2 separate regions of the Sus scrofa genome follow, and region 2 is linked to region 1. The links are chromatin contacts, called in public Hi-C maps. All regions are on one chromosome and are shown on one strand. The core of a region is the stretch at or near the end of the contact, and the rest is flanking DNA. Distances in the headings are between cores, read along the strand shown.

The links. Hi-C and Micro-C count contacts between places; a contact is called where the count stands out from the background.
Region 2: a Hi-C map of skeletal muscle shows a contact between it and region 1, with 3 times the contacts expected there. The contact joins the promoter of PARD3 here to the enhancer-like site in region 1. A contact is called at or near these places in 1 of 5 promoter capture datasets (liver), 12 of 47 Hi-C or Micro-C datasets (adipose tissue, embryonic fibroblasts, fetal liver and 3 more) and 1 of 2 datasets of contacts at active chromatin or transcription factors (skeletal muscle).

What each region holds. Positions count from the first base shown.
Region 1 is chr10:57,501,802-57,507,174 of Sscrofa11.1, forward strand. All of the region lies in intron 1 of PARD3 (partitioning defective 3 homolog), which reads right to left. Among named protein-coding and RNA genes, the nearest start is that of PARD3, 96 kb to the right of the region's middle. Within about 2 kb of position 2,635, at least 28 of the 83 cell types and tissues checked have an H3K27ac peak or open chromatin away from gene starts, as enhancers often do. A contact at or near this core is called in adipose tissue, liver and skeletal muscle, where this site is marked.
Region 2 is chr10:57,599,110-57,604,777 of Sscrofa11.1, forward strand. It overlaps PARD3 (partitioning defective 3 homolog), which reads right to left and starts at 1,406. Exons shown (of 26, transcript XM_021064231.1): 1 at 1,192-1,406. The coding sequence starts at 1,311. It overlaps LOC106507921 (a long non-coding RNA gene), which reads left to right and starts at 1,745. Exons shown (of 3, transcript XR_001304304.2): 1 at 1,745-2,695.

The DNA of each region.
Region 1 (5,373 bases), core at 1,385-3,884:
TAATAATAAATTAAGAAGAAGAGAGTGGGGCGGGGGGCGGAAGGGGTCTCCCTAAGCGTGTCCGACATGTGCGAGGGTCGGGCAGGTGACTGGGGTGCTCAGCCTGGACAGGGTCAACAGGAGAGCAGGCATTGCGGTGCCACAGCCCCAGTCACAGACGCCGCCGGACCGCATCTCCTGCAGCTGTCAGAAGCCGCGCTTGCACCCCTGAGGACAGGGTCAAAGAAGGAATCCAGAGTCTAACAGGGAGGTGGACTCAGTATCTAACAGAAGATACAAATAGAGCATTAAGGAGCCCTGCCAAGCTGAATTGGATAAAAAAATGTGTATCGGGGTTATGCCAATACCTTCAATCAAGCATATATTAAATCACAAATGACTAAACGCTAACATTAGAAAAACGCTAACTTGTTATTTTCTAAATAGTAATAAGTAGGATCTCACCCCCCCACTCTGTCCCTCACCCCCACCCCTTCGAGAGGACGTCACCTGCAGCGATAACAAGTTCTAGTTTACCTACCACATATTTAAGAATAAACTGGCTCAGGAGTTCCCATCGTGGCTCAGTGGTTAACGAATCCGACTAGGAACCATGAGATTTCGGGTTCGATCCCTGGCCTTGCCCAGTGGGTTAAAGATCCGGCGTTGCCGTGGGCTGCGGTGTAGGTTGCAGATGCAGCTCGGATCCGGCGTTGCTGTGACTGTGGTGTAGGCCGTCAGCTATAGCTCTGATTTGACCCCTAGCCTTGGAACCTCCATATGCCGCGGGAGTGGCCTTAGAAAAGGGAAAAAGACAAAAAAAGAATAAACTGGCTCAATGCTTCTGCACAGGGTCCCCATCAATCACAATGACAGGAAACATCCCCAGAGGCATCCTGCCTGGCAGACCAGCCTGGCTGCTCCATCTCCAGTGGGAGCGGGGTCAAGCAGGCTCGCGGTTCGACACGGTGCCCCAGTGGTCAGTCCGCTCCCTCCTCATGCCCAGACACATGCTGAAAGCCTCCATCTCAAAAACACTTAACTTCACATCGTCTGCCTCTGCCTGTGTAGAAACCCTTAAATGAACGTGATGCCTTACTGACTCCCCAGATTTTATCTGTCACAGTTAAGGTGCTCTTCTTTGAACTTCTTTCAGCTCAGATCACTGAATATTCCAAACAATCCTTTAAAAACCAAAATGTGGAGTTCCCGTCATGGCACAGTGGAAATAGGCCGGCAGCAATAGCTCTGATTAGACCCCTAGCCTGGGAAGCTCCATATGCTGTGGGTGCGGCCCTATAAAGATAAAAAAATAAAAAATAAAATAAAGTAAAAACTAAAATGTATTAGGTATCAATCAGATCAGAGTAATTAGTCTTTGGCTTTATTAGGTCAAGAAAAGTTTTAAACTTCCCACTTAGCACAGCTCGTTTCCCTGCTTGGAGGGGAAAAAAAACCCAAGGCCCTCATAAATGTTGCATTAGCCTAGTACACTGTTTTAAAACATGCTCAAGTATTGACCACAGTGATGCAGCAGAGGCCCTGAAGGTGCTGGCTTGGTAACTCCGCAGGGACACAGGACCTGGACAGGGCTGCTTCCTCCTGGGGCGGGGAATGGGGGGCCTGTCTTACACTCTAAATACAGGGCAGAGGGGGCCACCGTAGAGTGTTTGACTCTCAAGTTCCTGTGTCTGTTACTTCCAGGGCGATGGCTCTGGGACTGCTACTAAAACCCAGAGCCACCAGCAGAGGGCACTCTGGAGCAGAGGTTCCTTTCCTCCACAAAGGGAAAGAGTCCTGCACCCCAACAAGGCAGAAACGCCTTCTTAACTGAAACTTCATATTCAGCATGGGAACAGATTAATCAGAAATTAGAAGCCGCTCACGTGTTCATGAGAAAAAGGCAATTGGAAAGATGCTGCAAAACAAACCCAACAGCATTTAAAATATCCCTCCTTATAAAACACTTCTGCAGGGGGGGGAAACAAACTATGCAGAGCATTCGGAAGCTGTACCATGGTCTACAAAGCCACGCAGTTAAAATGTCCCTCCAAATCACGCCCAGGTGTAACGGTTTGTACGACCATCCACTCTCTTGTAATGACACAGAGGGTGCTATTCATTCCCCCTTTGGTTCTCCTAGATGACTAATTTTTTAAAGGTCATACATTTCTCTATTTGCTAGCAACATGTTTCTAAACTGATTAGTCAATTTCTAAATTTCCTTGTAAAAATTAAACAATATGTAAGACACTGCCCTGTTCCTAACCTCCATAAATTATTTTAAATAATTTGATTACTGTCACAGTAAACATAGCATATAGAACCACAGGAAATACTACAGTGAAATAATATGCATATATTATCTTAATTTACGTATGCATATGTAAGTTAAATTGGCCACATACCGTGAGACGTTTTTGTTCGTTACTGCTATGCCCAGTTACTGCCCCTCAAGGCAGAGCACCATGGTGAGGGGTGGGGAAGGGCGCCTGGGGAAGTCAGCCCGGCCGGAGGCATTTCCGGAACCCCTGCAACATCCCCAGGGTTCTGGATGTCCTGATCCAAGGGACAAAGACGTGCTGCGGAGCAAGTGCCCCAGCAGGAAAATGCCAAGGCTCTGAATCAGCCTCATGAGCTAAGTGGCTTCGGAGGTTCCTCAATTGGAAGGGAGCTGCTTCAGCACAAGGCAGAGCGTCCCGGAGGTAGCGCCCAGGCTCTGAACCTCGCTGGAGCCAACTCCTGACCCTGTCTCTGCCTTCCTTCCCTCGGCTGAGAAATGGAACAAGAAAGAGTCCCCAACGCACAGAGCAGTTAAACTGATGAAAGCAGTGGAAACCTTCAAAGCAGTTAAAAGAGCTCAGGGCATTTAGGCACCGCTCAGCCAGTTTAGCTACTATTGTTATAGCCAGGATGTTCCAAAAAAGTCCCTTCCTCAACTGTGTGGAGTATTGTACATTGTCAAACCTCCCCTTTGAGGGGCACAGCTCTATACAGTCAATCTATTCAAAACGGAGGGAGGGTGTGCGGAGGGCGTCCTCTATACATCATCCGAAATACCTGGGGAGCTTTCTTAACTGCTCTCCGCCCCCCACCTCGGACCCACTCTTCTGGAAACCAACACTGTGAGCTCTCCCACCTCCCACAAGGGTAGTGACTGCACAACAAGGTTCTCTGCAACCCAGAAGAGTATCTGCTTGGGGTGGGCTGAGTCTACTGTCACGGTTTAAAAAGAAACCCTCTGTTCCCCCTGTTTGCGGCCATGCAGTAGCTAAATGCAGCATCTAAGCATCAACTTCTCGAGACTGAGATTTGGTCCAAGTTCCTCCCAGCTTGAAGGGTCAGTATATAGATCATCAATTAGCACCTCGTGGACTTATGCCTCAGTTTAACCAGCAGCAGCCAAGTGTTTCTGAGCCAGATGCAGTGCAACTTCCCAAAGCTCCCTAAAGCTCTCAGTGATAACTATTTTTATATACTTAGGAGCTAGTAGTTTCCTAAAACAAAAGCTGTTCTCTCTTAGCCATACGAGAAAGGCCAGGACTGTTTGTACAGCGCCCTCCCTGAGCCCGGACCTGGGAGGGGCCTCTCCCACAAACACAGGGTCCCGGAGTCCTCATGGCGGGCAGCTTCCTATGGGTTTCTGCAGACTAGGACTCAGCTCTAGTCCCTGCTGTGCTGATAACTAGCTGCTCGAGCTCGGGCAATTCCAAGGCCTGGCCTTTCCCATCTGTAATCACAGAGAGGCGGCACCAGACCAAGGGCCCCACTCCCTTAGCACGGTACCATGCTGAGCCACAAAAACCAGACGACCCGCTCCCCCTTCACACAGCCTGCCGGGTTCGGCCGGTGTTCGGAAAAGTCACATTTAAACACCTTGGCGCAGAGGGACATGTGTGTGATTGGGTCACTTTGCTGTACCACAGAACTTGAAGAAACACTAAATCAACTCTACTTAAATAATATTAAACAAATAATTTTTAATTTTTAAATTTTTTTAAAAAAATTAAAAAACAAACACTTTGGCGCAAGAGTCCCAAGCTCACATGCCTGCAGGAACCAAGAATACACGAAGGGGGTCGGGGAGGAGCGAGAGGAAAATCAGGTGGGCAACGGGCAGGTTCAGGGCCTGGAGAGGCTGGGCCTCAGGAGGAGCTGCCCGTTCTGATGATCCGTGTGGCACCTTCTCACCTGCTCAGAGGGCCCTGACAGCTTCCAAGCCCTGCTGTCCAGACCACCCTCCTCTGCAGGCAGGGCAACTTCTACTGGACCCCAAGCAGGCCTGTCCTTCTTGGCGGCTTTAGCCTGAAAGCAGGAAGGATGCCCAGCCTGTGCTTGGAAGGAAGTGGAAATTCATTTAACTGAAACAAGTCCGAGCACAGCAACCAGGGAGATTGCTGTGTTTGTTTTCTTAATCAAAAACCATCCGTCCAAGTTTATAAGCAGAAAATGATTTATGGACATTTTGAAGCCTTTGAGATTTTGCTCTGTCTCCAGTCTCTCCTCTCTCCATCCCAACATCCTACACTGTTGCCAGAATAAAACTCTTGCGGCCCTGTTGGGAAACACTCTTTGAGAATTAAAAGTGGAGATCCCGGAGTTACCATCGTGGCTCAGCCGTTAACGAACCCGACCAGCATCCATGAGGACACGGGTTCGATCCCTGGCCTTGCTCAGTGGGTTAAGGATCCGGTGTTGCCGTGAGCTGTGGTGTAGGTTGCAGACGTGGCTCAGATCCCACGTTGCTGTGGCTCTGGTGTAGGTTACATGTGGGGCTCAGATCCCACATTGCTGTGGCTGTGGTGTAGGCGGGAGGCTGCAGCTCCAATTCTACCCCTAGCCTGGGAGTCTCCACATGCCACGGGTGCGGCCCTAAAAAAAAAGGCTAAAAAATAAAAGTGGGGTTCCCTACTGGGAATGACGCAAGTATTCACCCCACCTCCACGCACGCGCCCCTCCACTCGGTACCTACTGCCTCATTCACCTTGTGTACTGGGCACAGCCCAAGGGCACCTGGCATTTGGCAAGTGACTTTTAATGTTAATGCCAAAACAACACAAGACCACCCCCCCCCCGCCCCTCACACACATTCTGGCTCAAAGGCCACATTGATTTAATTCGATTAGATTCCACTGGTTTGAGGCTTAGTCGTGTGCTGCGCATGATGGATTGTATGTTTAAGGTCGTGCAGAACAAAAACTCTTCCTTCTCCCTTTTCCTCGGGCTAGTTAAGAACTGATCATAACTCACAAAACAAAGCTTTTAGAAAAAAAGCTCACATTTGGCTCTCAAATACTTAATAGAAGGATACAGTGCTTCAAATACATGTAAAGACCCTATGGGAAACTTGTACATTAAAACACGGAAAATGAGACTTTTCAAAGACATAATAAG
Region 2 (5,668 bases), core at 156-2,655, 96 kb after region 1:
CAATAAAAGAGTTCAACTGTAAGGAACACTTTAGAGCTGTTAAGTCAACATCTTCCATCATTGTGTCAGGTTCTTAAACGTCCCCAAGATTTTCTTTAAAAGGCCAGTTTTATTCTAGTTTTTCTCCACACTAAAAACAACAGTGTAAAAAGGGTTTTTTCCTCTTAATGTCAGAGATACTCACACGCGATCAGTCTTGACAAAGCCACCGTCCCCCTTAACTGTGACCCCCAAACCCCCAGGACCCAAACCACTCCAACGTCGGGGACAAAAAGGAAATTTTAAAAGTGAATATGCTTTCCACCGAACGCTGCTCTGCGGCAAAGACAATATCCTCAGGTGCCTGAGAAAAACTTGGGAGGCGTGGGCTGTTGTCAAACAGACACAGACGATGCAACACTTTAACAAAACGCCTTTCCACTTCTGACACATTGTAGAGGAATGCAGCGAAGTGGAGACAATGTTACCACTCCACGGGGACGAGGAGAACGCTACTCCACACCCGGCCGTGGCCCCGCAGCCCCCGTGCGCGTGGACCTAGTTGCAGTCAGTCAACTCGGCAATCCGGTGACCGATTTCGGGGCTGTGCTCCTTCAAGGAGCCGTGCTCCGGGGCCTCTCGGTCACCGAGGCGCTGGGCTCCAGCGACGCTCGCGAGCCAGAGGGAGCGGGTCGGTCCCCGCGCCGCGCCCCCACCCCGCGGGACCCCCGCCCGGGGGGCAGGAGCGGCTCCCCCCGCCCGGCGGGGCCCGGAGGCACAGGCGAGCCACTGTCCCAGCGCGCGGAGCGAACTCTTCTCCGCCAGAAAAGTTCCCTGGGCCGGCCTCCGCCCGCGGGCCTGGGCGGGGAGCCGGAGCCGCAGTCCACAGCCGGGAACAGGCGTCCGGCCGGGCTCCGCGCGCTCCGGCGCGGCTCGAGCTCGGCTCCCGGGAGGCTCCGGGCGGCGGCGGCCGGGCGCCGGGGGAGGGGAGGGGGCCGGGGGCCGCGGCCCGGGCGCAGGCAAGTTTGCGGCCCGCAGCCCGGGCAGGGGGCGCAGGCCGGGCGGGCCGCGCGCGCTCCTTTCCCCGCCTCCGCCTCCTCCTCCCCTTCCAGGAAGCGCCATGTTGATCCCGGCGCCTTCCCTCCTCCCGCTCCTCCTCCCCTCCTCCGCCCCCTCCGCCGCCCGCCCCCGCCCGCGCCCCCGGCCCCTCACCTTGGCGATCGCCTTCCGGTAGCGGGTCACCGCTTGCTGGATGAGGCTGAAAACTTTCATGTGGCCGTCCCCGCACGGCACGACCACCCGGGTCCTCCCGAAGCACACGGTCACTTTCATGCCGCCGCCGCCGTCGCCGCGGGCCGGCCCGCGCCCCTCGCTGACCGCGGCCGGAGAGGCCGGAGCGCCCGGGGCCCGGGCGGCTGCACGCGGGGCGCGGGGCGCGGCGCGGGCGCGAGGCTAGGGGCCGGGGCCGGGGGCCCAATCGGCTCGCATGCCCGGCCCGCCGCCCTTGCCTCGCCTCGCCTCGCCTGGCCTGGCCCGAGGCTCGCCCGCCTGTGCCCGCGCGGCGCCGCAGCCTCCGGCCACCTGTTCGGAGTGTCGGCGCGCTCGGCGGCGGGGCCGTGTGGCGCTGGCGCGGCGCTCGATCGCGGCCGCGGGGGAGGGGACGGCGGCGAGGGGAGGGGCAGGGAGGAGGCGCGGAGAGGGGAGCGGCGCGGAGGGGAGGGAGGGGACGCGAGGGGAGGGGCGCGGAGGGGGAGGGAGGGGCGCAGCGGGCCCACAACACTGTGCACACGCGGCGCCGGGGCGCGGGGTGGAGCGCACCGCCGCCTCCCTCTGCCCGCGCCCTCCCCACCGCCGACCCCCAGCTCGGGCGCCGCTGCCCCCGCCGGCCCGCCTCGCGGACGCCCGGCCCCCCCGCCTCCCGCAAGCTCTCCGGAGCCCCCGTTCCTTTGTCGCCGTGAATGCCCCTCCTCGGCTGGAGGGCCCCGGGCGGAATCGCGGCGGACTCGACGCGCCCCGGAGGGCGGGCAGGGTGCTCCCGCCCGGTCCCCCCACTCCCCGACTCCTTGGAGCGCCAGGCGACGCGCCGCCGGCCGAAATGAGGGGGCGGGGCGGGGCGGGGGGTGGGGGCTTTCTTCCGAGACCACTATTTACCTTGAGGCTCCTGTGACCCCGCGGTGACCCACCCGCTTCAGCGTCTGCAACTCCAACATCAGCAATTCAGATCGTTTTATTCCTTAAAATTCTGCAGCCCAAGCAATCTTAACGCGAAGTTACGAACAATAACACTGAGAAGGCCGGCGCGGAGCGCGGGCACCTCAGCCCAGGAGGGAAAAGCAGCGCCGCAAGGAGTTACCTGCGTGGCGACAGGCGACAGTTTAGAGGAACAGGGGCCAGGTCAAGAAAAGTAACTGACGGGCCACTCTTGTCTCAGTTATGGCAGGAATCTTCGTGTTCCTCACAACTGTGTGTCATTGTGTTGAAAGAATGGCAAATGTCAGCAAAGACGCAGGCCCACGTCTGTCCCAAACGATGGTGGATTTATTTTTGCCAGCTTGTCTAGGGTGTGTGGAAGCAGGCGACAGCTCCCTGAGCTCAAGTAGAGCTTCAGCACGTAAAGCAGGAAGCGCTGGGGACCGTCTACCTGCCATTTCAAAATAAGGAACCAGGACAGAGATTCATCTGCTTTCCAGGATCCCTGCACTGTCCACTGCCCCAGGTATAGTGCAATTTGTCCTGTAAAACATTGTACTTCCTCTCATCTCCAGCCGTTGACCAATACAATCAGTTGTCCTTGCAAAGCAGGGCCATGAGTAGATACCACATGTCATCATCTCACCTTACCCTAGGATACTAGGGAGTGTTGAAATCACTTGCCCAAGGCCACAGAGAAAACATGAGGCAGACCCAGCAAGAGAACCCAGGTTTCCTTCCATGCATTCACAGAAAAAGCTTTCATACTCTTCTGTTTAGCTGCAATGTACAACACTTCTACACAGTGATCAGTTTGTGACAGCGATGACAACTGGCTGAGGTCTTCTTGCTTCTTGTATTAATGTTTGGCTCCACAGTGGCAATTCCTGATAATTAGAGACATTGTTTCTGTGTTGATGCTTTGGGGAGGGAGGAGTATACTGATTGAAAGGCAAGTTCAAGAACAGCCAGAGGACATCAGACGTCGCTGGCATCTAGGTTCAGATCCTGAAGGGTAACAAAGTCAGGACAGGCCAGCAAAGGATGATGCTGGGGAGGAAGGGAGAGAGGGGGAGGAGGAGACCAAGGCTCAGAGAAATTGCTGGACTGATGATACAGCTGTGCAGTGTCTGGACCAGGGCCTCATGACTCTCAGGCCTGTCCTGGCTTCACTTCAATTTGATTCCACACACAGAGAAGACCTTCCATGTGGAAAACATTGGCTAAATGTTACAGAATTTTTAAAGGGACTAAGAAAAATATAGATTTTGGAATAAGATAGCTACTCCAATAACTGTAATTCAAGACATTATCAAGTGCCAGCAAAAGGTTTAGGGCCGTACTGCGGAGGGAGGCCTGCCTTCACAAAAGAGATGTGCCACTTTATTTACATCAACTCCTTCCACTATTCAATAGTTAATAAGGGTTTAGACAGGTTTTTAAAAATATGATCATAGGGAGTTCCATTGTGGCGCAGCAGAAACAAATCAGACTAATATCTATGAGGATGTGTGTTCGATCTCTGGCCTAGTATCTTACCGTTAGAACATTTTAATAATTAGGGATAAAGAAAACACAGGTGTTTTTAAAACTCAGTTACATTTTGGAAATTATTATTTCTGAAGTATTTGAAACAGATGTGGAATGCCTTTCACTGTTATCCTTAAGATGCCATTGGCAATGTCATATGCCTAACCTCTCACACGTTCAGTCTAAAGAAGAATTGGATCTGTATTCACCAGATAATGATTGTCTACCTATTTTGTAGCAAGCGCTGTATTGCAGGCTGGGGATGTAAGTTCCTCCCTCAAGAGGTGCCCAGTCTGGTAAAGGTTTCAGACGTCAACAGGTGGCCACCAGAGGATGATAGATGCTACACATCAAGGATGGTGGTGGTACCCAGAGGAAGTGCTCACTCCTGGGAGAGGAAAGAGGGAGAGGTAGAAGCAGACCATCTAGAGGGACTCTGTCCAAGAGAAACATCAAGCAAGCACATTTGTAACCTTAAATCTTCTAGTACCAACCTGAGACCTTCCCAGGCCCCCCCAACCCAACCCCACCCCCACCCCTCACCCAGAGCCAGACCTGCTTAGGTCAGAGGAGGTGAGTGGTAGTGAGATTGGTCTTTGACGAAATCCAGTGCCCAGGCTGTGGCATTCTAGGCAATAATTCAGGTGCACTGGACCAGGGCACACCCAGCCCTGCTGCTGCTCTGTCCCTGATTTCAAATGGCTGACTCATCCTCCCCTCCTCTGTCAAGTTACTCTGCTAAGCTGGGAGTTCAGTTTCAAAATCTGGCTCTGGTGCTTTGGAATGTCATCTGTTCAGGGTCTCAGTAGATGGGAAGTTTGCTCAGGTGAGCGTGATACGGTGGATCCCATCCTGGACCCAGAACCGCAGCAGCAAGAAGTCTCCGTGCTGCCAGCACAATGGATGCCCTGCCTTGTCCAGCCCTTCTCTCAAACGGGTGACTGTGAGCCAGGCTCTGCCTTGCTTGGAGCCCTGCGCTGCCCTCCCTCTGATGCAGAGGCGAAACCAAAGTCCTGACAGTGATTTACGGGGGCTCCTTGACCCCCCAGAATGCCCAAACCTTTTCCACTCCCCTCACTGTCTGCTCAACACCTAGGATCCTGCTGATCCTGAAGCAGGCTGAGATCCCCCCTCCTCTGGGCCTTTGCAGCTGCTGTTCCCTGGGGGAGTCGAATGCCCTTCACCCCAGAATCTGCTTGGCTTCTTGCTCACTTCCTTGGGGCCTCTGCCCAATGTCACTGTTGCATTTCCTGACACCCCCCCCCACGATGTAGAATAACAACAGCTCTCCTCTGTCCATCTCTGTCCCCCTTGCTTTATTTTTCTCCGTAGTACATGTCACCACCTGACACATTCTGCAGTTACCTGCTTACTGATTAACTGCCTGTTTCTTCCACAGGAATGTAATCTTAATTCGAGCAAAAATCTCTTCTATGCTGTTTATCACCCTGTCCTCAGGGTCTGCAATAGTGTTTAGTCCATGCCAGTGCTCAATGCAGAATTTTTAAATACATCTCGGTCACTAGTGACCAGCAAGGCACTTGTCACCTCGTGGATCTGTGACATCCTCTTGACTTCAGAAGGCTGGCTGGCTCGGGAGTGGATGTTGGGATGGTTCCCAAGTAATTGTTATTTTGAAAAGAGTAGATGCGACTGTGTGCTGGGCGCTGCTGATTGGGCCCGCCTCTCCACCGCAGCACAGGCGTGTCCTCGTGAAAGCACAGCTGTCCTCTGGGTCCAGAAGCCGAATCTGCCCTATTTGTGTGGCTTGTGACCTAAGAATGGTTTTTTCATTTTTCAGCATTTGAGAAAAAAGATCCAGACAAGAATGATATTTTGTAACATGAAAATTACAGGAAATTCAAGTTTCACTGCCTGTGCCTGTTTATTGGAACTCAGGCACACTTACTCCCTGCGTATCATCTATGGCTTTTGTGCTCCATCAGCAGAGGTGAGGTTGCAACAGAGA